2 separate regions of the Xenopus laevis genome follow, and region 1 is linked to region 2. A link is a contact called in public Hi-C data. All regions are on one chromosome and are shown on one strand. Each heading gives the region's core, a stretch centred on a gene start, on an enhancer-like site or on the middle of the called end of the contact. The rest is flanking DNA. Distances are from core to core; before and after follow the strand shown. Region 1 has its middle 83 kb from the start of slc6a9.S. Region 2 holds the start of LOC108715571 (Krueppel-like factor 4).

Region 1 (4,189 bases), core at 1,687-4,186, 110 kb before region 2:
CACAACAAATTCCTTTTGACGTAAATATAAAAAAATATAAATTCATTTCATCATATAAACATGTACAGTGTTACTAACAATCAACTTAAAGAAACACAAACATATTTTTGCCTACATGATTTACAAGGTACTGTTTTATTACATAGAAAAAAATACATTTAAATGTTAAATGCTTAAAATGGAGACTATGGGAGATGGTGTGCATGTAATGTGGATGTGTAATGTGTATTGTTTTCTGTATAATGGGTTTCTGGATAACAAATCCCATACCTGCAACACTATTTCCTAATTAATAGGTATAGTTCTATGGACTTCTAAAGCTTATGGTTCTTTCATGAGGATGAGTGATTTAGGGTTTTGGCACATGCTACAGGATAGGAGATTAAAGGAGAAGGAAAGGCTAAAATTAAGTAAGCTTTATTAGAAAGGTCTATATAACTACACCAGTAACCCCTCAAAGTAATGATTCTCTGATTCCTCAAAAGAAACACAGCATTTCTTTCCTGCTATTGTGTTAATATTGTGTATACATGGGCTTCTGTATCAGACTTCCTGTTTTCAGCAGAAACCTCTAGGGCTAGGGCTTGAGCATGCTCAGTTTGCTCCTCTCTCCCCCTGCCTTTTCCACCTCCCTCCTCCCCTCCCTGTTGCAATCTATCCTTTCAAATTCTTTTTATTAAATATTTTACAATAAAACAAGTTGACTTGTTTACAGCATGTAAATATATGCGCAGATTCATATCCCTGCTGTAATCTGAGCCCAGAGCTATGAGTGAGCAGGGAGAGAGACTCAGGCATGAAGTGATGTCACACCAAGCTAATATGGCAGCTGCTATCCTAAACAGAGAGAGCTTCTAGAGCGGTTTACTCAAGTATGGTAAAGCATTCTGCAGAATAAATATAGTCTTATAGCTTGCACTATTGGGGCTAATCTATTGGCAATAAACTCCTTTGGTAGCCTTTTTACAAAACATTACATTGGTACATCATAGGTTTGAGACCCAGTATTTTCCAAAAGACATCTTAACCCAAAAATAAATGATGTGCTTAGAGCAGTGCTATGATTAGAATTTAGGAAAAGTGTTTGTTGTATGTTTAGAACTGCAAGTAGAACCAGAAAACTACACACTTATGGGGCAATTTAATTATGAATATTAACAGGAAAATTTTCTTTTAAAAATAGTTTTTAGGTGTACAAAATTGGCCTGTGGGGAATATAAAATTGCAGTGGATATAGTAATCATATCAACTTGTTAAAACATTTCCAATCAAGGGCATGTAAAGGCAAAAAAATAAAATCCCATTTTTACTTTCTTTAATTAAAAAGATATTTATCTCCAATATACTTCAATTAAAAAAATGTGTACCGTTTTTATAAGAAACCTGACTGTATGCAGTGAAATTCTTCTACCTTTATTTACTGCTGTGGATAGGAATTCTCAGACATCCCTAACTGCTCTGCAGGGAAACAATCATACTTATGAACAGCAGGGGGAGCCCCTGCCTTACTTCCCAACCGTGCAGAACTCAAGCAGCTTTGTTTGTTTCCCGTAGAGCAGTCGGCAACTGTGTAGAGATTTGTATTGGATTTTATTTTTGCGTTTACATCCCCTTTACTATTTCCAACTCCAGCTGCAGGGACAAAGATCATGGAGTTGGAGAAAGTTTGTATCAAACAAAACAAAAACTATAAAATCCACATTAGATTACATGACAGCACAGGGCCGGGCCGAACCGGCCGGGCGCCCCAGGCAACCTGGCCGGCCACATCGCAGCGCAGCGACAAGGACTGCAGACCGGACTAGGGGTAGGCAGCAGTGAAAGGTACATGCCTGATGCCCCTCAAGCTTTGTGCCCTAGGCATGTGCCTACTCTGCCTACCCCTAGCTCATTCGATGGTCGAAGTAGCCAAAAAAAACATTCAAACTATTTTTCCTCTATTCCTTCACTCGAGCTAAGTAAATGGGCCCCCAAATGTCTAATTTATCAAGGTGTGTTTTATTTTACGCCATGCGGATGCCAGGGGAAGTTGCTCTAAAAAAGAATGCATTCAAAAAAATTACACATTTTTATGCTGTTTTTTTTTACACTGAGAAGCCTGGCAATGTGTGGCGAATTATTCTGCTGTTTCTTACACCACATAATAAATCTACCCCAAAGCATACTGTATGTCCCGCAGATGCACTCCATGATTCTTCTGTGTTTATCTGCACTAACAGGCGCAGTGTCGGCCTGCGTACAGCTACACGGAGCAAAAGTGGGCCCAAATTTTTCTCTTGTAAATCATTCAGTAGCTGTTTTCTTCTCATGCCAAATGCACTAGTGTTAATGGGTGTCACACTTCATCATGGATAATTTTGGTGCTACCTCTTTCTATGCACAGTGAATGGAGCTTATGCCACTGATAGTCTATACACCGAAAGCATGACACAAATTTGCAGGTGATATCTTGTATATGTATAAATAGAGATTGATTTTTCTAAAAGCTATATGCTTATGTTCAAATGAAAACTAAGGTATGCTCAGTCTGATTATCTCCTTTCAATGTGGATCACTTTTTGGCATTTTCCTTCAATGCTGCTTTCCTTTTCTTCCCCCTTATTTGTGTTACTCAATGGAAAGTGAAGTCAGACTTTCACTTTACTTTTTTTTGTTTCACTTTATTAAAATGCAAAACATACTCAGAATGTCCCAAAAATATGATTGTAATTGGGAATTTCTGAATGACTGAAACCCACCCTGTGTTTGGTGAGAGTCCTTGAGTTGCAAGGTGCTTGACTGAGAAACCTGCAAGTGGAGCCGTCTCCAGCTTTGAAACTTGACAGGCTTTTCATTCGGCCATTACTACCTGCCTTCCTCTTTGTAATGGCTCCCATTCCATTCCCCGGGGAGCCTATTGTGAAGGTGCCGTATGCCTCCTCTATGTAGCCATTCACAGCAGTCAGCTATTTATACTGCACAGCAGGGTTTGGAATCACAGACCTGCCTTAGCCTTTGGCCTGCCTGGTCAGAGCAAGTTATTAACAGCAGGGAACTAAACACAGAGCCAGTGGGCTTCTCCATAGGAGACCTTCCTTTTATATTCCCCTCACCAGAAGATGAGACAGGTAGACCTGGCCACACCAAGCCTGTAACCTGTAATTTCATGTATCTGCCCTGAAAATTAAAGCCCCAGAAAGCCCACATTTGTTGATGTGGAATTCTAATGCACACTGAAACCAAATTAGATTATTTATGGAGTAGAGTATCAGTTTCTAGGTAGACATTTTATGGTCTTCATCAGTACAACCAACAAAAATGTTGTTTATAGAATGTACGTATATGGAAATACTGACTACCCCATTGATTCAGATACTTTTTCTCACACTGAATCATATTACAGAGGAATAATTAAATAAAGACACATCCTAAGCTGTCCCTAAGGGAAAATCGCCTCTCCTGCAGGTGACAAAACTGCAGAAAATACCATTTGATCTGGAAGATCACAGTATGTAACATACCTCACAGGCATCAATCAGGTGTAATTGCGGCGAAATGTGGTTTATGCGGGGACTACCATAAGTAACCAATCTCTTATCTATATCATCTCTACAGCACACAGACACAGAATGAGACATACAGTAGTTAACACAATAAAACCAAACCATATGTCAAAGGAACCAGGAGTATTTGTGTTAAATAACACTCCATGGACTTGCTCTTGGCGCCACCCAAGCGTCTTTCCCAACTCCCATTTCAAACTGAGTGCAGTCTAAAGAAATATGTCCAGTGAGTGGCGGAAGTGACACCATTCGGATTTCCAAGTGTAGTCGCACTTATTTTAACGCATCTATGCAGCTGACTCAGGCAAATTTCCAGTTCACAACCACAATAATTCTGTAATTATGGGGGGGATGCTGCATTGTGGATAAAAATCATGGCACTCAGCGTACGCTGCATACGTGGGTTGCAAACGATCCCTCATGTTTTACCTCCTACCTAACAGTTTAAATCTATTTGTGCTTTTTATCAAGCTACCTGCACAAACAAAATGTGTGTGTCGGCCCCTGAAGATGTTAGGGATTAGGGGTAATGTTGGCATACTAGATTATGATTGTTTTGATCATTTAAAATGTACTTTGAGTATCATAGATGTCTCCAAAGCTTATCAAAGCGTTAAAGATCCCAAGTGTAACTGATGGGATCATTC
Region 2 (4,557 bases), core at 1,805-4,304:
AGTACTATGTTCATGTAGGCATCTGCCTTATACTGTATAAGTTATAAATGTCAAAATCCATTTCAGAGAAACTAGTTCCATTAGAATAATTACTTAATTATCAGCATTTTCTCTTTTTATTTTTGTATGCGTTTTCTTTAAAAAATGAAATCATGTAAATACCAGAAAATACAATTTATATGTATTTGTCGCATAATACTCTTTGTGATTGTGAAATTTAATTACATACCCTCCAAATGTTCATAGAAGCTATTTGGTCCCAAACTTTGTGAGGAAGTTGTTGAGGTCAAAAACTACGCAAGCATGGGCCAGAAAGCTCCAAATTACGGAAAGGCCATCTCCCATAGACTCCATTTTATCCAAATAATCCAATTTTGTAAAAGTTATTTCCTTTTTCTTTGAGTAATAAAACAGTACCTTGTACTTAGATATAAGTAATCCTTATTGGAAGCAAAAGCTACCCTATTGTGTTTATTTAAACGGATACTGTTATGGGAAAAACATTTTTTTCAAAATGAATCAGTTAATAGTGCTGCTCCAGCAAAATTCTGCACTGAAATCCATTTCTCAAAAGAGCAAACAGATTTTTTTATAATCAATTTTGAAATCTGACATGGGGCTAGACATATTGTCAATTTGCCAGCTGCCCCAAGTCATGTGACTTGTGCTATGATAAACTTCAATCACTCTTTACTGCTGTACTGCAAGTTGGAGTGATTATCACCCCCTCCCTTTTCCCCCCAGCAGCCAAACAACAGAACAATAGGAAGGTAACCAGATAGCAGCTCCCTAACACAAGATAACATCTGCCTGGTAGATCTAAGAACAACACTCAATAGTAAAAACCCATGTCCCACTGAGACACATTCAGTTACATTGAGAAGGAAAAACAGCAGCCTGCCAAAAAGCATTTCTCTCCTACAGTGCAGGCACAAGTCACATGACTGGGGGTAGCTGGGAAATTGGCAAAATGTCTAGCCCCATGTCAGATTTCAAAATTGAATATAAAAAAATCTGTTTGCTCTTTTGAGAAATGGATTTCAGTGTAGAATTCCGCTGGAGCAGCACTTAAACTGATTCATTTCGAAAAAAAAAATTTTTCCCATGACAGTATCCCTTTAAGGTCCAGCAGGTCCTGAGCATTCTGGGTAACAGGTCCCATACCTGTATAAGGATTACCAAGATTGTCATGTATTATATTCATTGATCATGTGATGGCTTATTCGTAAACACAAATAGTAATAGAACCTCTAGTGGTCATGTGCTAACAATGCTCTCTAGGGAGGAAAACTCAGCAAATTCAAGCAACGTGACAGCTACCTTAGATGAGGTTAACTTGCCTTTTTCCAGGTTCAGGTACAGCCCTGATATACAAAATAGAATAAACATTTAATTAACGTTAACTTATAATTTTATTACATATTGGGGTTACCTTCGAAAGGAGGCAAATTGTAAAATTGGAGAAAAACTTCAGTATTCACAATATGCAACATAATGCAGCATATTTTCCCCAGAATTCCAGTGACATTGCATCCACTGCTAGGTAAGTTGCACACAAGCTGTATTTTGCTCATTTTGGGCATCATGTAGGTAATAAATGGGTGGAGCATCCGATTTCTCTTGCATCTCTACAATTCCAATTTATTTATATTATAGTTGGTACATGTTAAAAGTGCACACAAGGAAAATACATGAAGGGTTGCGTGGTCAATAACAGGTGTTTAATCCAGGGTACCCTATGGGTTTATGGCACTGTATATTGCACCTTGCACATAACTGATAACTGACTTTAATTTAATAACTCTGCCCTTACAATCTGTGGAATTTAAAAAAATATCAGGGACTGTGAAACTCATCATTACTTCACATGCTAAAACTGATGGAAATCTGATATTGTGTATATACTGTAGCTGAACTTTCCTGCATTCACAGCCTGCAGAGTGAGGAGATGTTATAACTAAACTCCAATATTACTATGAAGCTTTTCATTCATCCAGGTCATGGTATATCTAGTATAGGTCAATCTAAAAACAACTGGACTTGCTGACAGGGTCGGACTGGGGGGTCCGGGGCCCACCGGGACTGGTGTCCAGGGCCCCCCTCTGGCCCCCGCTACCTACTTGTTAGGCGAATCCCTGCTCGGCGCCCAGGCGGCGCATCGCGCATGCACAAACGGCGCGCATGCGGAAACGGAAACGGCGCGCATGCGCAAACGGCGCTGCAATGCGCCGAAATTTTTTTAATTTTTTTTAAAACTGTTTGGGAGAGGGGGACTGGCCCAGTCCGACACTGCTTGCTGAGTAATCAGCAAGATCACCTGTCTGCTACATACAATGCTGTTCTAACTTCTATACCCCGGCAGTTTCAGAACACTTCACACATCCATTCATGCAACTCTCACAAGTAACACCTGTTTCTAGGAGTTGCATGACACATTGGATAATCCTATCACAGCAACTACACAGAATTTCTTCAGATGTCACCTCTTTGAAGAGTTACAATGTGAAATTGTGATTGGATTAGTGGAAGAGTTTATATGCCGAGAATTTCTCACACTAGTCAGTTGAACTGAAGGAGCTGCTCGGATGAGTAGTGAAACGTCTTCATTGATTACTCAGCAAGTCCAGTTGTTTTTAGATTTACCTAAACTAGATATAACTAAACTCCACGTTACAAAACACTGGAACACAGGGCAGCAATTGCACCTTTGAGATAGATCAGTCTCCCCTCCCATGTACCATGGCCATGTAAGATGCTATTTCCACCACATCTGCTAATCTCTATTTTCCTGTTGCAGTGAAAGTTAGAGGAAACGAGAAAAAAAGTAGATTGTGCTAGCGAGATAGAAAGGAAGAAAGGCTAGCATGTCCAAAGGTTTATTTTATATATGATTTTTTTTTGGTCTTGTTCAGGAAATTTACCCCATCTCCTCTTCCCGTTTGGCTGGACTGCTGCCTCAGTCCGGATCTGGATTTGCGTAGGCAGAGTTAAAAATAGCAGGGGTATATAAAGAGAGCAGGAGAGTCCCGCAGATCAAAACACAGTGTAAGGCCTCCAGATAACAAGGGATTTGCTAACACCAAGAAATCCTTCAGCAATCACAAGTCTCAACAGGGACAAGAAGTAAGTCTTATTCTGTGGAGCTAATCAGTGTGAGTATTTAGATATACATGATCTAAATAATTAGTTAGAAAGACAGCTATAGACCCATAATTAGATATATAGTCACAGATATATACAAATGTCTGTAAATCATACACAGCTCCTTTATTAGCATCTCTGTGGGTGGGTGCTCATCCGTTAGTAGTAGTAGTAGTAGTAGTAGTATTATAGAAGTAGTAGTAGTAATACTATTATTAACGCGACAACATATTCCACAGCTTTGTACAATAGACAGGTGTATACTCTGAACATACAACATTACTCACATACGGTAACTAACCAATAATAGATACAAGAGGTATTGCTGGTCCTGCCTGAAGAGTTTATGCCAAATATCCAAAACTATAAGGAAAGAAAGCACACACAGATTTTGTCCAGTGTGTCAGTATTTATGGGATATCCACCCAAAAACGTTTTTTCTTTTTGCATAATGAAAGAAAATATAATGCCAAGAAACTTTCCAATATCAATGAGTTAAACATGTTCAGTGGAATTAAAATGTTTGGTGGATGTAAATGTAATTCTAAGGGAGATCTGTGTTTGTTTACCTAACACTTGAAACAATGCATCAGAAAAATCTTATAGTCTTTCAATATGCCAGCTTTAGCTACTTTGTTTTAGTTGTCAGAACCAGCAGTGCAGTTAAGTATAAACAGCAAGACTGATACTTCTTTCAGTTTCATTTACAAATAAATTTAGATGCCTTTAAAAAGTGTAATTAACTCACATTGAAAAGTTGCTCGGAATAACATTTCTTAGGAAAAACTTTTTCGGATGGAGTTCCCCTTTAATCATTTCATTATTGTGCAAGACCTGTTAGTGCTTGCTTTTCTTATTTTTATTTATTTATTAACCTCTATCTTGCAGCACATTAATGCGGTGCTTTACAAGGACTTTTCATCATTAAGTCAGGGTATGCGGTTGCCTTATGCCTTGGTGCATTTTTCCAGTCTGTTTACTCGCAATAAGATATATGAACAGTGGATATAATAGGAAACCCTCAGGTCTTCCTTCCTATGTTGTGCTGAAGCTTTGTTACAATTCCTGGTTCCACCAAAGTCAAGTTCCTTAGGTGCCCTGATAAGATAAGCTATCTGCCTGTGTACACACCATCTGTAATTCAGCAGCCCATTGCAGGCTTTCCTTAAAGGGCTTGTTCACCTTTGAATTAACTTTTATTTCTGAGACAATTTGCAATTTGGTATTCATGTTTTACTATTTGTGGTTTTTGAGTAATTTAGCTTTTTATTAAGCAGCTCTCCAGTTTGCAATGTCAGCTATCTTGTTGCTAGGATCCAAATAATCCTAGCAACCATGCATTGATTTAAATGAGAGACTGGAATATAAATAGGAGGTGTCTGAATAGAAAGATAAGTAATAAGAAGTAACAGTAAC

Evidence for each region. A called contact is a pair of places that touch in the nucleus more often than the background predicts.
Region 1: a Hi-C map of the XL177 cell line shows a contact between it and region 2, with 2.8 times the contacts expected there. The contact joins the enhancer-like site here to the promoter of LOC108715571 in region 2. A contact is called at or near these places in 2 of 4 Hi-C or Micro-C datasets (the XL177 cell line and the XTC cell line).

Annotation. Positions count from the first base shown.
Region 1 is chr4S:71,975,543-71,979,731 of Xenopus_laevis_v10.1, reverse strand. No RefSeq gene overlaps it. Among protein-coding and RNA genes, the nearest start is that of slc6a9.S, 83 kb to the left of the region's middle. Within about 2 kb of position 2,936, at least 2 of the 7 cell types and tissues checked have an H3K27ac peak or open chromatin away from gene starts, as enhancers often do.
Region 2 is chr4S:71,861,914-71,866,470 of Xenopus_laevis_v10.1, reverse strand. LOC108715571 (Krueppel-like factor 4) reads left to right here and starts at 3,054. Exons shown (of 3, transcript XM_041561447.1): 1 at 3,054-3,123. It overlaps LOC121393308 (a long non-coding RNA gene), which reads left to right and starts at 3,080. Exons shown (of 2, transcript XR_005960966.1): 1 at 3,080-3,152.